Regions from separate parts of the Pan troglodytes genome. Here region 1 is linked to region 2. The links are chromatin contacts, called in public HiChIP or PLAC-seq maps. All regions are on one chromosome and are shown on one strand. Each heading gives the region's core, a stretch centred on a gene start, on an enhancer-like site or on the middle of the called end of the contact. The rest is flanking DNA. Distances are from core to core; before and after follow the strand shown. Region 1 holds the start of AHCTF1 (AT-hook containing transcription factor 1). Region 2 holds the start of ZNF670 (zinc finger protein 670).

Region 1 (7,083 bases), core at 4,004-6,503, 150 kb after region 2:
AGTTCAACCTACTATAGAAGCATTTAGGTTTTGTCATGTCTTTGGGTCTTCATTTTCCTATGGGGGCTCCCATGTACATGTAAAAATCTGTGTACTTTTCTCTTGTTTTTAGAGATAGGATCTCGCTCTGTTGCCCAAGCTGGAGTGCAGTGGTCCGATCATAGCTCACTGCAACCTCAAACTCCCAGGCTCAGGCTCAAGCAATCCTCCTGCCTCAGCCACCCAAAGTATTGGGATGGCAGGTGTGAGCCACCTTGCCCAGCCCTTTCTCCTGTTATTCTCACTTGTGTCAATTTAATTCTCAAACCCAGCCAGAGAGCCTAAGAGGGTAAAGGTAAAGTTTTGTTGCCCCTACAATTTTTTTTTTGTTGTTGTTGTTTTGTTTTGAGACAGGGTCTCTTGCTCTGTCACCCAGGCTGGAGTGCAGTGGCACGACCACCGCTCCTGCAATCTTGACCTTCCAGGCTCAAGTGATCCTTCCACCTCAGCCTCCCAAGTGGCTGGGACTACAGGCATGTACCACCATGCCCGGCTAAGTTTTGTATTTTTTGTACAGATGGGTTTTTGCCATGTTGCCCAGGCTGGTCTGGAACTCCTGGGCTCAGGTGATCTGCCTGCCTCATCCTCCCAAAGTGCTGGGATTACAGCTGTGAGCCACTGCACCTGGCCTATTTTTTAAACAAAACAAAAAATCCATCCCAAAAAATTTGTAGCAAATCATTTGACAATTCATTTCACCACCTATAAAATAAGGTGTTTGGCCTAGAATATCTCTAAGGTTCCTTATAATCTAATATGGCATATTTTGCTTTGTTTTTTTTTTTTTTTGCATATTTTGCTTTGAATGATGAATTATTATTTGCTCAGTCACTAGACAATGATTTTAGTATTTACGCTCTGGCCATTGTGCCATCACTGGACATAGAGTGGGGAACAGGAAAAATATCATTGTTCATTCACCTAGTTTATTGTCAATTGGAGAAATCAAGGGTGGGCACTGCTTGCTATAACCAATCATCTGCACGAAAATGATGAACATGTACCTGTCAGGACAAAGACAATTTTCTCTGTTCGAGACAGATAAGCTCCATTTTTGTTGTTGTTAAAGTAATAAGGCTTTCCCTGTTACTTTGCAGAACAATTGGAGATCTAACTCAGAACGCTTCAATGAAGTCCTGAATTCCCTGAAATCAGATGGCCACTAGTCACTCCCAGGATGCTGGAATGGTATTAAAATATTGCCTCTTGGCCGGGTGCAGTGGCTCATGCTGTAATCCCAGCACTTTGGGAGCCCAAGGCAGGTGGATCACTTGAGGTCGGTAGTTCAAGACCAGCCTGGGCAACATGGTGAAACCCCATCTCTACTAGAAATACAAAAATTAGCCAGGAGTGGTGGCACAGGCCTGTAATCCCAATGGGAGGCTAAAGCAGGAGAATCGCTTGAACCCGGGAGTCGGAGGCTGCAGCGAGCTGAGATCATGCCACTGCACTGCACTCCAGCCTGGGTGATAGCGTGAGACTCCGTCTCAAAAATCAATCAATAAATAAATATTTTAAAAATATTGTCTCTTGAATCAAATATTCCAGATGGAAGCGTGAGGATTTGTACCAGTTATTATCCATTTCTAGGCCTTTTACCAACATAACTTAGGACCATATAGGTGAAAACGGAATGAGGTTCTAAGGAAGGCATGTACTTCCCTTTCATCTTTACAACAGTTCTGCAAAGAAAGTGACATTATCTTTTCTTCTTGGCTGAGAAAATAGGCTCAGAGAGTGAAGTAATTTAATAAAAGTCATGTTGCTAGAAAGTAGTGAAACGCGTTAAAACCCAAGTTTGTCTGGCTCCAAATGATTTCATTATTTTCACCACACCATGCTTCTTCCAGTGAGAGAAAGCTTTGAAGCCGTGTTTACCAGAGTCTATTCTGTGAAGCACTAATAAGGCAAGATGTTACACAAGTGCAAATGGATGCCATGGTCAAGCAACTCTGGGGAATGCCAAGCATATTAAAGCCAGTGAAGTCTTACAGAAAATACATTTTTATTTTTATTTAATCAGCTTTTCCCCCAAACTCATTTGATTACCAAATCTAGATTTTTCTTCATTTAACACTTATTAACATCTCTTGAAACCAATTAAAATAATCTGGTATTTTCTTAGTTAAATGACTGAAAGAAAGAAGAAAAAGGATTGAATGAGAGCTTTAAATTGGAAATTCAGTTTGCAAAGCAACTAAAATAAAAAACTAGCAGTTATGGGGGAAGCATTTTAAAAAGATACAGTCTGTGCTCCCAGTGCAGCTGGGAGATGGAGATGGTGGGTGGATGGAGAGAGTCAGAGGCAAAAAGGGAAACAGACATGAAACAATTCAGACAGCATATTTCGCTCAAGTTTTTAGTGATTCACGTGGGCTGAAGCTGAAGAAAAGATTGGGAAGAGGAAAGAGGCTTGAGCTGGCCCCTGAGGGATGTTAAGATTTACTCAGGGAGAGAAGAGGCTGGGAGACACTGAAAGAGAAAACAGGTTTGGAGAGTTAAAAAACAAAACAAAACAAAACAAAGCTCTCAGGAACTATATAGGGAAATAAAATACGACAGGTAGAGTTGGTCTAGATTATGGACAATTACACAGGCCAGGCCAGTGGCTCACGTCTGTAATTCCAGCACTTTGGAAGGCTGAGTCCAGCAGATCACTTGAGCCCATGAGTTTGAGACCAGCCTGGGTAACATGATGAAACCCTGTCTCTACAAAAAATGCAAAAATTAGCTAGGAGTGGTGGTATGCACCTGTAGTCCCAGCTATTTGGGAGGCTGAGGTAGGACTGCTTGAGCCCAGGAGGTCAAGGCTACAGTGACCCGAGATTGTGCCACTGCACTCCAGCCTGGGTAACAGAGCAAGACCCTGTCTCAAAATAAGTAAATAGTAAAAATATAGACAATGATACAGAAATCATTCTGTTGATAATGATGGAAAGGATTAAAATCTGAAAGACTATGTAGACAGTCAATCTGGATAATATGTGCAATTAAAATAGATTTTTGAATTTCACAACTGGAAGGGCTCTTAGAGCAAAGTTAATAAATATCTGTCTAATGAATCAGTCAATCCCTTGCTCTACACATCTGATAACTGAAGCCCAGAGAGGTCACTTGATTTTCCTAATGTCACACAGCTCACTAGCAGCACACCTGAGTTGATAATTCATGTCTTCTGACTATCGAGAGGTACAGTACTCATGAACTGGGCATAAAACAGTGCCAAAGAAAGTGTAGAATATGGAGCATGTGACATAAATCAGCACATCCAACAGAGGGTGGTTTCTGTTTGAAGAGATCTCTTTAAAATAATTAAGACAACGAACCCCAAACCTCCTACTGCAAAAGCAGTACTCTTTTTAACTGTTTCTATCACAACTTGGTCCAATACCTTGTGCAAACAAACATGATATGTATGGAGGTTGCTGTTACTAAAGAAACAAAAATTACAGAAAAAAGAAAATTACATTTCCAAAAGGCAGCATTATCTCTGAAAGAATATGGGCCAGGCATGATATCCATGCCTGTAGTCCCAGCTGCTCGGGAAGCTGAGGTGGGAGGATAGCTTGAGCCTAGAAGTTGGAGGCAGCAGTGGCACTGATGAGGCCATAGTGCCTGCGAATAGCCATGCACTCCAGTCTGAGCAACACAGCAAGACACAGTCTCTACAAAAATAAAAATACGCTGGGCATGGTGGCTCATGTCTGTAATCCCAGCACGTTGAGAGGCTGAGGCAGGAGGATCTCTTGAGCCCAGGAGTAGAGACCAGCTTGGGTAACACAGTGAGACAGTCTCTACAAAAAATAAAAAATAAGGCCGGGCGCGGTGGCTCACGCCTATAATCCCAGCACTTTGGGAGGCTGAGGCAGGTGGATCACGAGGTCAAGAGTTCAAGACCATCCTGGCCAACATGGTGAAACCCTGTCTCTACTAAAAATACAAAAATCAGCTGGGCATGGTGGCGCACACCTGTAGTCCTAGCTACTCTGGAGGCTGAGACAGGAGAACCTCTTGAACCTGGGAGGCAGAGGTTGCAGTGAGCCGAGATTGTGCCACTGCACTCCAGCCTGGTGACAGAGCGAGACTCCGTCTCAAATAAATAAATAAATAAATAAATAAAATAAAATAAAAAAATTAATGGGACGTAGTGGCGCATGGTGGTCCATGCCCATAGTCCCAGCTACTTGGAGGGCTGAGGTAGGAGGATCATTTGAGCCCACGAGTTCGAGGCTGCTGTGAGCCTTGATTACACCACTGCACTCCAGCCTGGGCGACAGAGCGAGACACTGTCTCAAAAATAAAAAAAATTAAAAAGCACATATGAAAGGTAACAGAAAAGTAGAAACTTTCCTGATAAAAGAGCATCTTCTTAAAATCCCTACTCTACCTCATGTTATAATCCTTTTACTTACTACTTAGTATTAAGGATACGTTCCCTATCTGTTTGAAACATGTTTGGCGCTGGGATTTGCTTTAAAGGAAGATACTAACAAGAAATAAGAAATTCCACAATGAAAACCCGCGGTGACCAAAAAGATAACAGTGATTTGGGGTAAAATTTTGACTAAAAAGATTAGGCTAGGCTGCGCGAGCATTTTTGGCCATGAAAGCACAGGAGGATGCTAGAAAAAACAGCACGGTGGAAAAAGCGTTTCCCCAGAAGTCTGGAAGCCCACCTTTGGCATGAAAAGCGGGAGCACAGGTTGTAGTGAGCCAAGATCGTGCCACTGCACTCCAGCCTGGGCAACAGAGCAAGACTCCGTCTCCAAAAAAAAGAAAAAAAAAGAAAAGTGGGAGCACAGAACAGAAAATACAGAATGCAAGCTGCCAATTATGGGAGAAAGATTATCACTCGGCCCCCAGCTGGCAGGGCCACACGATTACGTGACAAGAGAGTCCGCCTGCAATCGCAGCAGGCGGCTGGCAGAGCCCGGCGCGACCCCCAGCGAAGACTACCACTCCCAACTGCGCACGGGGCGCGCCGCCGGGGCCGCCAGGGCGGCTTCACGCGCAAGGCACTGTGGGACTCGTAGTCTTTCTCCCCACCAGCTCCTCGGAGGCGGAGAGACCCGATTTTTTGTAAATGATCCGCCCTTCCAGGCCCTGCTTCTCTTTCCTCCCTTTCCCTCCCACCTCCTTCTTTCACCGAGAGTTTCAAAATTCCCGCGGAGCCGGCGCTACAGCGCGGAACCATCGCGAGAACTCTGGTCCCTGCAGCCGCGATCTCCCGCCGGTTCTCCCCTCCCTCTCCGCCCTTTCCTCTGCTCCCTCCCTTCCGGGGCGTGTGGAACTCGGTTTTGTCGGTGCAGGGTAATGCGCAGAGCGGGGCCGGCGCTGTCCGAGGCGAGCAGGCAGCGTTGCAAGGGGAAGGACCCAGAAGCGCGGCGGGAGCAGCGACTGCGTTTTAGCCGCTGAGCGGCCTGCAGGCCTACAGCCCGCGAAGGCACTCTCGGGGGCGTGTGGCTCTGAGGGCCAGGGAGGTCGCAGGCGGCGGCCGGAGCGCAGAGGAGCGGCTTCAGCCGGGCGGAGGGGTGTGAGCCCGGCCCGTGGCGGCCACGTCTCCCGGGAGATGCTGTGACGGACCCGCACGGGAGGAGCTCGCGCCTGGCCTGGCGACCCGGTGGACTCGGCCCGCGGCGCTCACCCGCCCTGTTCAGGTAGGGGGAAGGGAGGGAGGGGGTTGGGCCCGCGCGGCGGAGGGCGGGTCGCGCGGCCTGGACCCGCGGCGGCGGCGGCGGCGGCGGCGGCGGGGCTTCTGCCCCGCGAGCGCCGGGCCTAGGCCGGGCGTGCGCGGGGCCAACGGATGGGGCTCCAGGGGGCGAGCGCTGGCGGTGGCGGGTACGGCAGGCTCGCGGGCGCCGGGCTTCGTTACATAATCTCGGACCGGAGGAGCGGTGGCACATGGCGGCGGAGCGGCGCTGGTGGTTCGCGTCCTGCGCCGGCAGTCGGGTCCCTTTACGGACGACCGGGGCCGCGACCCTTTCCCACTGTTCTCCCACGCGATGGACTCGTTGGCGGGCCTTTCCCCGAGGGAAGTGGCCGGCGTGCTGAGCCTGTCCTGTGTTGGCGTGTGTTCCACATGCGCTTGGGCCTGGCCACAGTGAGTAGTCCTGGCGGGGAAGAAGTTGGACTCGGGGCTCAGCCGTGAGGTTCCAGCTCACCCAATTGGTCAGATCAAGGAGATTTAAAATAAAAGCACATCTTGGGGTGCTTTGCCTTCCTTTTTCCCACCTGGGAAACTGAGGACGGTTTCTTTTGCCACTGGTTGACTGTTTTGGTTTGGGTGTTTTGTTTTGAGAGATGGGGAAATTTTGTTCTCAAAGCTTACGAGGTTCATACTATCTGTGTGCAAAGTTTTATGAGATGAGCGTTACTTTTATTTCCAAATCGTCAGTTGTAGAAATTTTTGGAAGAACTGGGTTCTTCATAGAACAAAACGTAAATCCTTTGGGGAAATCCTAAACGATATTTATTCTCAGAATATCCTAAAGAACCTGTAGATTTTAAGAACTGTCTTTGGCTGGGCGCAGTGGCTCCTGTCTGTAATCCCAGCACTTTGAGAGGCTGAGGCGGGAGGATCGCTTGAGCCCAGGAGTTTGAGACCAGCCTGAGCAACATGGCGAGACCCCCCTTTTTTTTTTAAACTGTTTTTTTGTGAGCTTTCACTGATAGAGTCTCTTAGGAGAGAAGAAATTAGAGTGGTTTACTTATTTCGGAGGATTTGACCTGGGATGACAAGCCCAGTTAAGGTTAATACTTGAAGGGATGTCTTAAGTGTGCCAAGCGCTATGGGAAGTCTACGTTGTCTCTGTACTGTGATTTTTGGATCCTGATCCTTCAGTAACATACTACCAAGCTGTCACGAGTTTGCAAACAACAATAATTATCTTAAAAAAAATTGTAAAACATCGTGTCAACCGGGAATTGGTGGCGCCTCTAGTCGCGCGCCCACTTGGGAGGCTGAGGCGGGGGGAACGTTTGAGCTTCAGCCTCAAACTGAGAGTTCGAGGGTTGCAGTGAGCTAGGATCGCGCCGCTGCACTCC
Region 2 (7,458 bases), core at 221-2,720:
AAAAAAAAAAAAAAAAAAAAAAAGGTATAATTTGAGCTCAAAAAATAGATACAGACTGCAGTGTATGGAATCTCATTAAATACACAAAAAATAAGGTTAGAAAAAAATCACTCACTTTTTTTTGTTTGCTGAGGCCACGCCGTCATTATTATGACAATTGATTAAAGGGAGAATCAAGCTTTTATTCTTCCTTTCCTAATAGGCTAGTTTTTAATGTAATGGAGAGAGTTCATGAGAAAACGCAATTTTTAATAGAAGAATGAGAACTAATACCTGTAGAGAAAATAATTAGAAAACCACTATTTGGCAACTCTCACTGAGATAAGTGAAATTAAGAAATAGTAATCAATAAATAATGAACAGTTACATGAAAGGAACGGGCAGACATTCCCGGACCCATCGAACAACCTTAAAATTAAGTGGTAAAACCAGACACGTGTATCCAAATGTGCAGTCTGAATTGAAACATGCTGGAAGCTTAATATATAGAGTGATTTTGAAGGATTTAGCACCCACCCAAATACTTCATTAATAATATTATATCGATTGTAAGGCCGTCTGAGCAGGCTGCGCCATGGTCAAGCCATTGTGATCCCTGTGACCCACACGTGTACACCCAGAAGGTCTCCTGGAGCCAGAAAGTCCGGGACAACAGGAAAACCACAAAGGAAGAAAAACGGCTAGTTTCTGTCGTAACTGATTAGCCAACCTTGCAGCATTTTACCGTTGTGACGTGCACTACCCTAACTGATCAATCAGCCTAGTGACACTGTGACCCCTCCCTCTTGTGACAATGTACTTTGTGACATTCTTCCCCTCCCGGTAATAAACGGCCCCTGACTGTAACTTTCCACTGCTTACCCCTCACCTATAAAACTAACTCCAATCCCACGACCCTCCGCTGACCCTCTTTTCGGACTCAGCCCGCTCGCACCCGAGTGAATAAACTAGCCTTGTTGCTCACACTTAACCTGTTTGGGTAGTCTCTTCAATTAGGCGCGAGCTTAACATCGATCATATATTGAAACAATATTTTTGGCTATATTTGGTTAAATAAATCATTGTAATCAATTTCACGTGTTGTTTTCTTTTCTATTGCTACTAGAACACACGCGGCTCACATTTTATTTCTATGGGGCGTTGCTACCTGAGAGGACATTGTCTTTTCAAAATTCAAGCTGCCTCTAATCCCACTAGAAGCAAGAAAAAAAAAAAAATTCAGGCTGCCTCCTCCAAAGACCAGAGGCCAGGAAGGTTGTGAAATCTGAAATTTTAGAATAATTGTCATCATAGTGTTTCCAATTGTAAATATCACAAATATTACTCATAAATGGACATAATCTTGTGTATAAGCTTGAATGGGAAAGTCCCCCAGGGGGCGCCAGGTCTCAGCACAGGGCAGAATCCATGCCTTAGAAAAGGACTGCAAGGAAAGAACCTGGCCTCACTCAGCGCCGTGTCTGATTGCATCTCCCGTCACTCAGGACTGAAGGGGCGGGGCCTAAGGCCCTGTCCAATCGGGCGCTGGGAAGGGGACTGTACTCTCAAGCGCGCCGCGAAAGGAGGGAGCAGCTTCCGGGCCGTGGCGGGGCTTTTGTGTTGGGCAGCGCGAATGTGGCGAGCTCGGTGCGTCTCCGCTGCTCCTTCCCCTTATCCCTGGGAGGTCCAAGTGGTCCCGCGGCAGCTTCTGTTGCTCTGGGACCTGCAGGTCCCGGAAGGTCCTTAGGGAGGACCCCAGACACCGGAGACTGGGAAATGGTGAGTGTGCCGGCCAGGTATCTCGGGAAGGGGAAAGGGAACCCGCAGGAAGCGGTTGTGGCGAACCCGGACCTCCGCGCGGTGCCGACCCGAGTTTCCGCCGGCGCCTCGCGGCCTTAGTGGCACAGGATGCGGGGCTGGACCCGCAGCCAGACCCCGGGCCGCCTGGCTTGTCCCTGCCCCGCCGCTTCGGCCAGGCCCGGAACCCTTTCTGGGCAGCTCTGCCCCTGCAGACCCGCATCTCCCTCGGATCGTGCGGTGCCGACGGGAGGGTCCTCAGGGGAGAGTCCCGACTTGGGGTTCGGGGTTCCTGCGTGGGAGGAGCTGTGGTCTGTGAAGTCTCCAAATCCTCCTTTCTCCTGTTAGAAAGAAAACTGAGGCGCCGTTAAAATATTAAGGAGTTTATTTGAGCAGAGAGTCGTGAGTTAGGAAGCCACCAGCGTGGTTTGTGGTTTGGGGAAGGAAAGGGTTTTTTGTAAGGAACCCGAGGAAGCAAACCCAATTAAATAATTGATCGTGTACAGTTATGTAGTCACCCCATATAGACTGTGCAGCCAGATATCTCCTGGTTATGTAACCAGAGGTTAATTGGTGGGTTCGTGGTTGTTTAAGGCTGTTTTGTTTCCCTTTAAGTTATTAATTTACAAGACAAGCATGAGTTACGTTTTGGTTGGTTGTTTATTCATTCATGTGTGTATGTACATGTGTATGATGGAGTCTTGGACTCGGGCTCAAGCGATCCCCCCACCTCAGTCTCCCTAGTGCCTGTGTTTAATTATTTTCACATAACACTCCACATTTCTAAGTGTATGGCAACAGGATCTCACATCAACGACCCTGTTCCCACAGCCTAACTCTTCTGGGGCTTGTAGTAAAACCCTAAATTTCCAATTCTTTTCCTATATTCAAATGCAACATTATCAAGTATTTGTCTTTTATTGTACATTTCATACAGCTGAAGTGTGTTATTTTTTTTAGAGTAGTGAGTCATTCTGAAAATATTTGTTTTCACTCTTAAAATATTTCTGAACGTTACTCATGAGTGGAAAGCAGAAAATAATCACCTGACAGTTAATTGTAGAAAAAAAAAGTCTTTGTGCATCTCCTAATTTTATCTTTTTTGAGTGTGCACATCTTACCAGAGTATCTTTGGGGTGAAGTTCCCTTTTGGAAACTTTGGAGGGTGATATGTCCTCAGCCACCCTCATATCTTTTCTCGGTCCTCTGTTTAGCAGCCAGATCTCTTGGAGTGTCTAATGAATACCTTCTCCTGGGTCATCTCCTCACAGAGGACAGTTTAAAATATGGGAGTAGAGCCTCTCCAGGCAGCATCTGGGTGCCCTGGAGTTGAGAGACGTCTCCTAGTATACTCTTCGTTTAAAAAACAAATCCCTGGTGCATTGGGATTTTCTTCCTCCAACCCCAGTTTTCATCATTCCTTGGAGACACGTTGGTGGCAGCCAGTCAGATGCTGGTATTAAGGGAAAAATCTAGAAATGATTCCTGCGCTCTGGATTTTCTCGGACTTGGGAAAGGAGAAAAACTATCTCAAAGGACAAGGAATACCCACCCCAGCGAGGTGGTGCAAGAACCAGAAAAGCACCATCATCAGAATTATGTAAGAAGAGAGTTGGCTGGGCGTGGTGGCCCACGCCTGTAATCCCAGCATTTTGGGAGGCCAAGGGGGGCAGATCACTTGAGGTCAGGAGTTTGAGACCAGCCTTGCCAGTATGGCAAAACACTGTCTCTACTAAAAATACAAAAATTAGCCCAGTCTGGTGGTGCATGCCTGTAATCCCAGCTACTCAGGAGGCTGAGGCAGGAGAATCACTTGAGGCCAGGAGGTGGAGGTTGCAGTGAGCTGAGATGGTGCCACTGCACTCCAGCCTGGGTGACTGAGGGAGACTCAGTCTCAAAAAGAAAAAAAAAAGAGAGAGAGAGAGTTTATTCTAAAATATTGCAATGGGGAAAAACACCAGGTATAAGAGCTGCAAGCTTGTTAAAGTTTAGGCAGAAAGGGGCTTAGAAATTCAGGCACACAGGCCAGGTGTGGTGGCTCACGCCTGTAATCCCAGCACTTTGGGAGGCAGAGGCGGGCGGATCACGAGGTCAGGAGATTGAGATCATCCTGGCTAACGCGATGAAACCCCATCTCTACTAAAAATACAAAAAATTAGCCGGGCATGGTGGCGGGCGCCTGTAGTCCCAGCTACTCAGGAGGCTGAGGCAGGAGAATGGCGTGAACCCAGGAGGCAGAGCTTGCAGTGAGCCGAGATCACGCCACTGCACTCCAGCCTGGGCGACAGAGCAAGACTGCGTCCCAAAAAAAAAAAAAAATTCAAGCACACAGTGGGGCACAGTACAGTGTCTCTTGGGAGGGTGGTCATTGAGTATTTCTGTGAGGAGAATGGGCCTGTGAGGATCTCCAAAGTGATGCAGTGACCTGACCTGACTCTTGACCCAGAGATGTCTGTGTTCTGTCAGCATGACCCCTCCCTGAGTTTATTGCCTTGAAAAGATTTATTCACTTAGTTCAGTTTCAGTTTTTCATTAATTTTAAAATATGTTTTATTCATAGAGCTTGAAAGATTAAAAAAAAATTTCCAAAGAGACAAGAAAGAGGTGGATTTCAGGGGGGCAAAAATCTATTCATATTCCATTTGTTAAAAATTCTTGTTAACCTTTTTCTTCCCCAGAGTGAGTGTAGTAAGTTTCTCAAGTCTGTTCTTTTTTGAGGGAGATTTCAAATGGAATTCTAGGACTTTGCTTTGGGAATGTGTATTAGTTTGTTTTCATGCTGCTGATAAAGACATACCTGAGGCTGGGCAATTTATAAGAGAAAGAGATTTAAAGGACTTATATTTCCACATGGCTGGGGAAGCCTGACAATCATGCGGAAGGCAACAAGGAGCAAGTCACGTCTTACGTGGATGGCTGCAGGCAGAGAGAGAGAGAGCTTGTGCAGGGAAACTCCAGTTTTTAAAACCATCAGATCTCATGAAACGTATTTGCTGTCACCAGAACAGCAGGGGAAAGACCTGCCCCCATGATTCAATTACCTCCCACCAGGTTCCTCCCATGTGTGGGAATTGTGGGAGTTACAATTCAAGATGAGATTTGAGTAGGGACACAGCCAAACTATATCAAAATGTTACCAGGGAAAAATATGAAAAATCTCTTTTCCATTATGGCTGCAGAAAAATGAATACATTTCCACAAGCAAGTGTTGTAGATAAATTGGTGAATTATAAATATTTATCAAAACATCAGTGCCTCCTTTTTGCAGGGTGGAGAATTTATAACAGTGGATAACCCTGTTTTTTATCCTGTTATCTGGACATTGGAGTTTAATGCTAAGTTTTATGGGATAGGACTTGGCAACTCCTGGAGATGATTTGTTATCATGGAAATAATAAATAAATTACATATTTATTATATGATAGGGATAGATACTTTGGCTTTTCCACTTGAGGTATTAAACGTAAGTGCCTCACTCAGTTCTTCCTTGGGAGCCTCCCTTTACAGATGTCCCAGCCTGCTCACCTCAGCCATGAAAGGAGCTCTTTATATTGAGAGAAGCTACAGAGTTCTGGAAATCTGGTGTTCACAGGTGGATGTGGTTGGGCCTGGATTGAAAGGATGGGATCCCCTTTTTAAGGGTGTAATTTTCATTGTCCTGGCATTCTTTCTAGACATTATTCAATAAAGCAGGGGTCCCCAACCCCTGGGCCATGGACCAGTACCTGTCGGTGGCCTGTTAGGATCCAGGCCATGCAGCAGGAGGTGAGCAGCAGGTGAGTGAACATTACCACCTGAGCTCCTTCTCCTGTCAGATCAGTGGTGGCATTAGAATCTCAGAGGAGCACGAACCCTATTGTGAACTGTGCATGGGAGGGATCTAGGTTGTGTGCTCCTTATGAGAATCTAATGCCTGATGATCTGAGGTAGAACAGTGTGGTCCCAAAACTATCCCCACCATCCATGGAAAATCTGTGTTCTATGAAACTGATCCCTGATGCCAAAAAGGTGGGGAACTGCTGCAATAAAGTAAATTCAGAATTATGTAAGAAGGGAGTTTATTCTGAAGTATTGCAATGAGGAAAAACACTGGGTATAACAGTGGCAAGCATGTTAAAGGTTAGACAGAAAAGGGCTTTCTTTCATAGGAAGGAGCAAACTAGATTAGAAAAAAGAGGAGAGGAAGAGGGCCGGATGGATTCTAGATCAGAGAACATTTCACCCTGAGGTCAGCCTGTTCACAGGAGAGGCATAAAGCGGGGTTGTATGTTGGCTCAGGCTGAGGGTATATCAGAGTTCAGGGGCCTGAGGGAAGGAGGGAATCTTAAGTAAAATTTGGTTAGCAAGTATTTTGTTCTGACCACTGAAGACAAATTTGGTCAGCTAATTAGTTAAGAGGTGAAAAAAAAATTACACTGTCTGTTTCTGGCTTTATTGTACGTAAAGGAAGCATCATCTAAGTCATAATGAGAAGGTGTTTGTTTTCACCAAGCTGTTCCTGGAGAACACAAAGAATGTTTTTGTTGTTTGTTTTTTAACTTGCAGATATTTAACAGGATTACCTACTCACCCCATCTTCCCCTGCTATGTTCCCGTGTCCTCTACAACTCTTCCATTGAGTTGTTCCTGAGTCACATCTTGTATAATAAACTGGTAAACATCAGTAAATTGTTTTTGCTGAGTTCTGGGCATAGTTGTTTTTCACGTTATCAAACCTGAGGAAGAGGTGATGGGAACCTCTGACTTATGAGCAATTGGTCAGAAGGATAGATGGGTCCCTCAGGCTTGCAACTGGCATGTGCAATGTGGGCAGTGTTGTGGAACTGATCTGTGAGCTTATGGGGTATGTGTTGACTCTGAGTGGTGTTGGAATTTAATTGTTGGACAATTAGTAGGTGTTGGAGAATTGGTTGGTGTTCAGCAAAGTCCACACATTTGGTATCAGAAAAAGGACTCACAGATCAGAGCCTTCACCTGACTCTGGGAGAGTGGTCACTGGTGAGAATTGAGACCCTGGAGAAGAAAGCATTTCCTCACTGTGAGCAGGGGATAAATAGGGTGTGTGGAGCTCCCAGAATTAAATTTCCAATTGCTCAGGCTTCCTTCACTCATTCCCTAGGAATGAACCACCTTGGGCTGTATCTCCACCTTGAGAGTGGCCCCCAAGCTTGCCTTCACTCATTCCCTAGGAATGAACCACCTTGGGCTGTATCTCCACCTTGAGAGTGGCCCCCAAGCTTGGGAACCTATTTAACCTACTGAGCACAGGGTTCGTCTTTATAAAATCTTGCTGGGTTATCATTCCAGTTTGGGTAAGTATTTAAGAATTTTATTCCATGATTTGAATGTGAGATTTTGATTTTCTTGGTTGAAAAATGAGTGAATTGGGTGATATGACCTGAAAAAATCGTAGATAATTCTTGGAATAAATTGTTTTATGCTAAGTTTAAATGATAAGACTTTAAAGTCATGGGCTCACCGTCCAGGTGAATAAACAGACCTTGTGCAGTTCTGGTGTTCTGATCTTTTCTAACTTCTGCTCAGAGATGTGACTGCAGTTTTGATTATTTTTTCTTATTCTTTGTAGATGAACTATCATGAAGCAGAATTTTGCTCTTTTTTTATGGCTGCATAGTTTTACCTCTTGAGTTTTTAGTAGCTTAATGTTACTATTAGTATACC

Evidence for each region. HiChIP or PLAC-seq counts read pairs in DNA pulled down with a chosen protein or histone mark.
Region 1: a contact with region 2 is called in an H3K4me3 HiChIP or PLAC-seq map of stem cell-derived excitatory neurons, with 3 times the contacts expected there. The contact joins the promoter of AHCTF1 here to the promoter of ZNF670 in region 2. A contact is called at or near these places in 1 of 7 Hi-C or Micro-C datasets (stem cell-derived neural progenitor cells) and 1 of 1 datasets of contacts at active chromatin or transcription factors (stem cell-derived excitatory neurons).

The regions. Positions count from the first base shown.
Region 1 is chr1:2,178,290-2,185,372 of NHGRI_mPanTro3-v2.0_pri, forward strand. AHCTF1 (AT-hook containing transcription factor 1) reads left to right here and starts at 5,254. Exons shown (of 36, transcript XM_024353009.3): 1 at 5,254-5,696.
Region 2 is chr1:2,030,151-2,037,608 of NHGRI_mPanTro3-v2.0_pri, forward strand. It overlaps ZNF670 (zinc finger protein 670), which reads left to right and starts at 1,471. Exons shown (of 4, transcript XM_009441815.5): 1 at 1,471-1,758. The coding sequence starts at 1,756.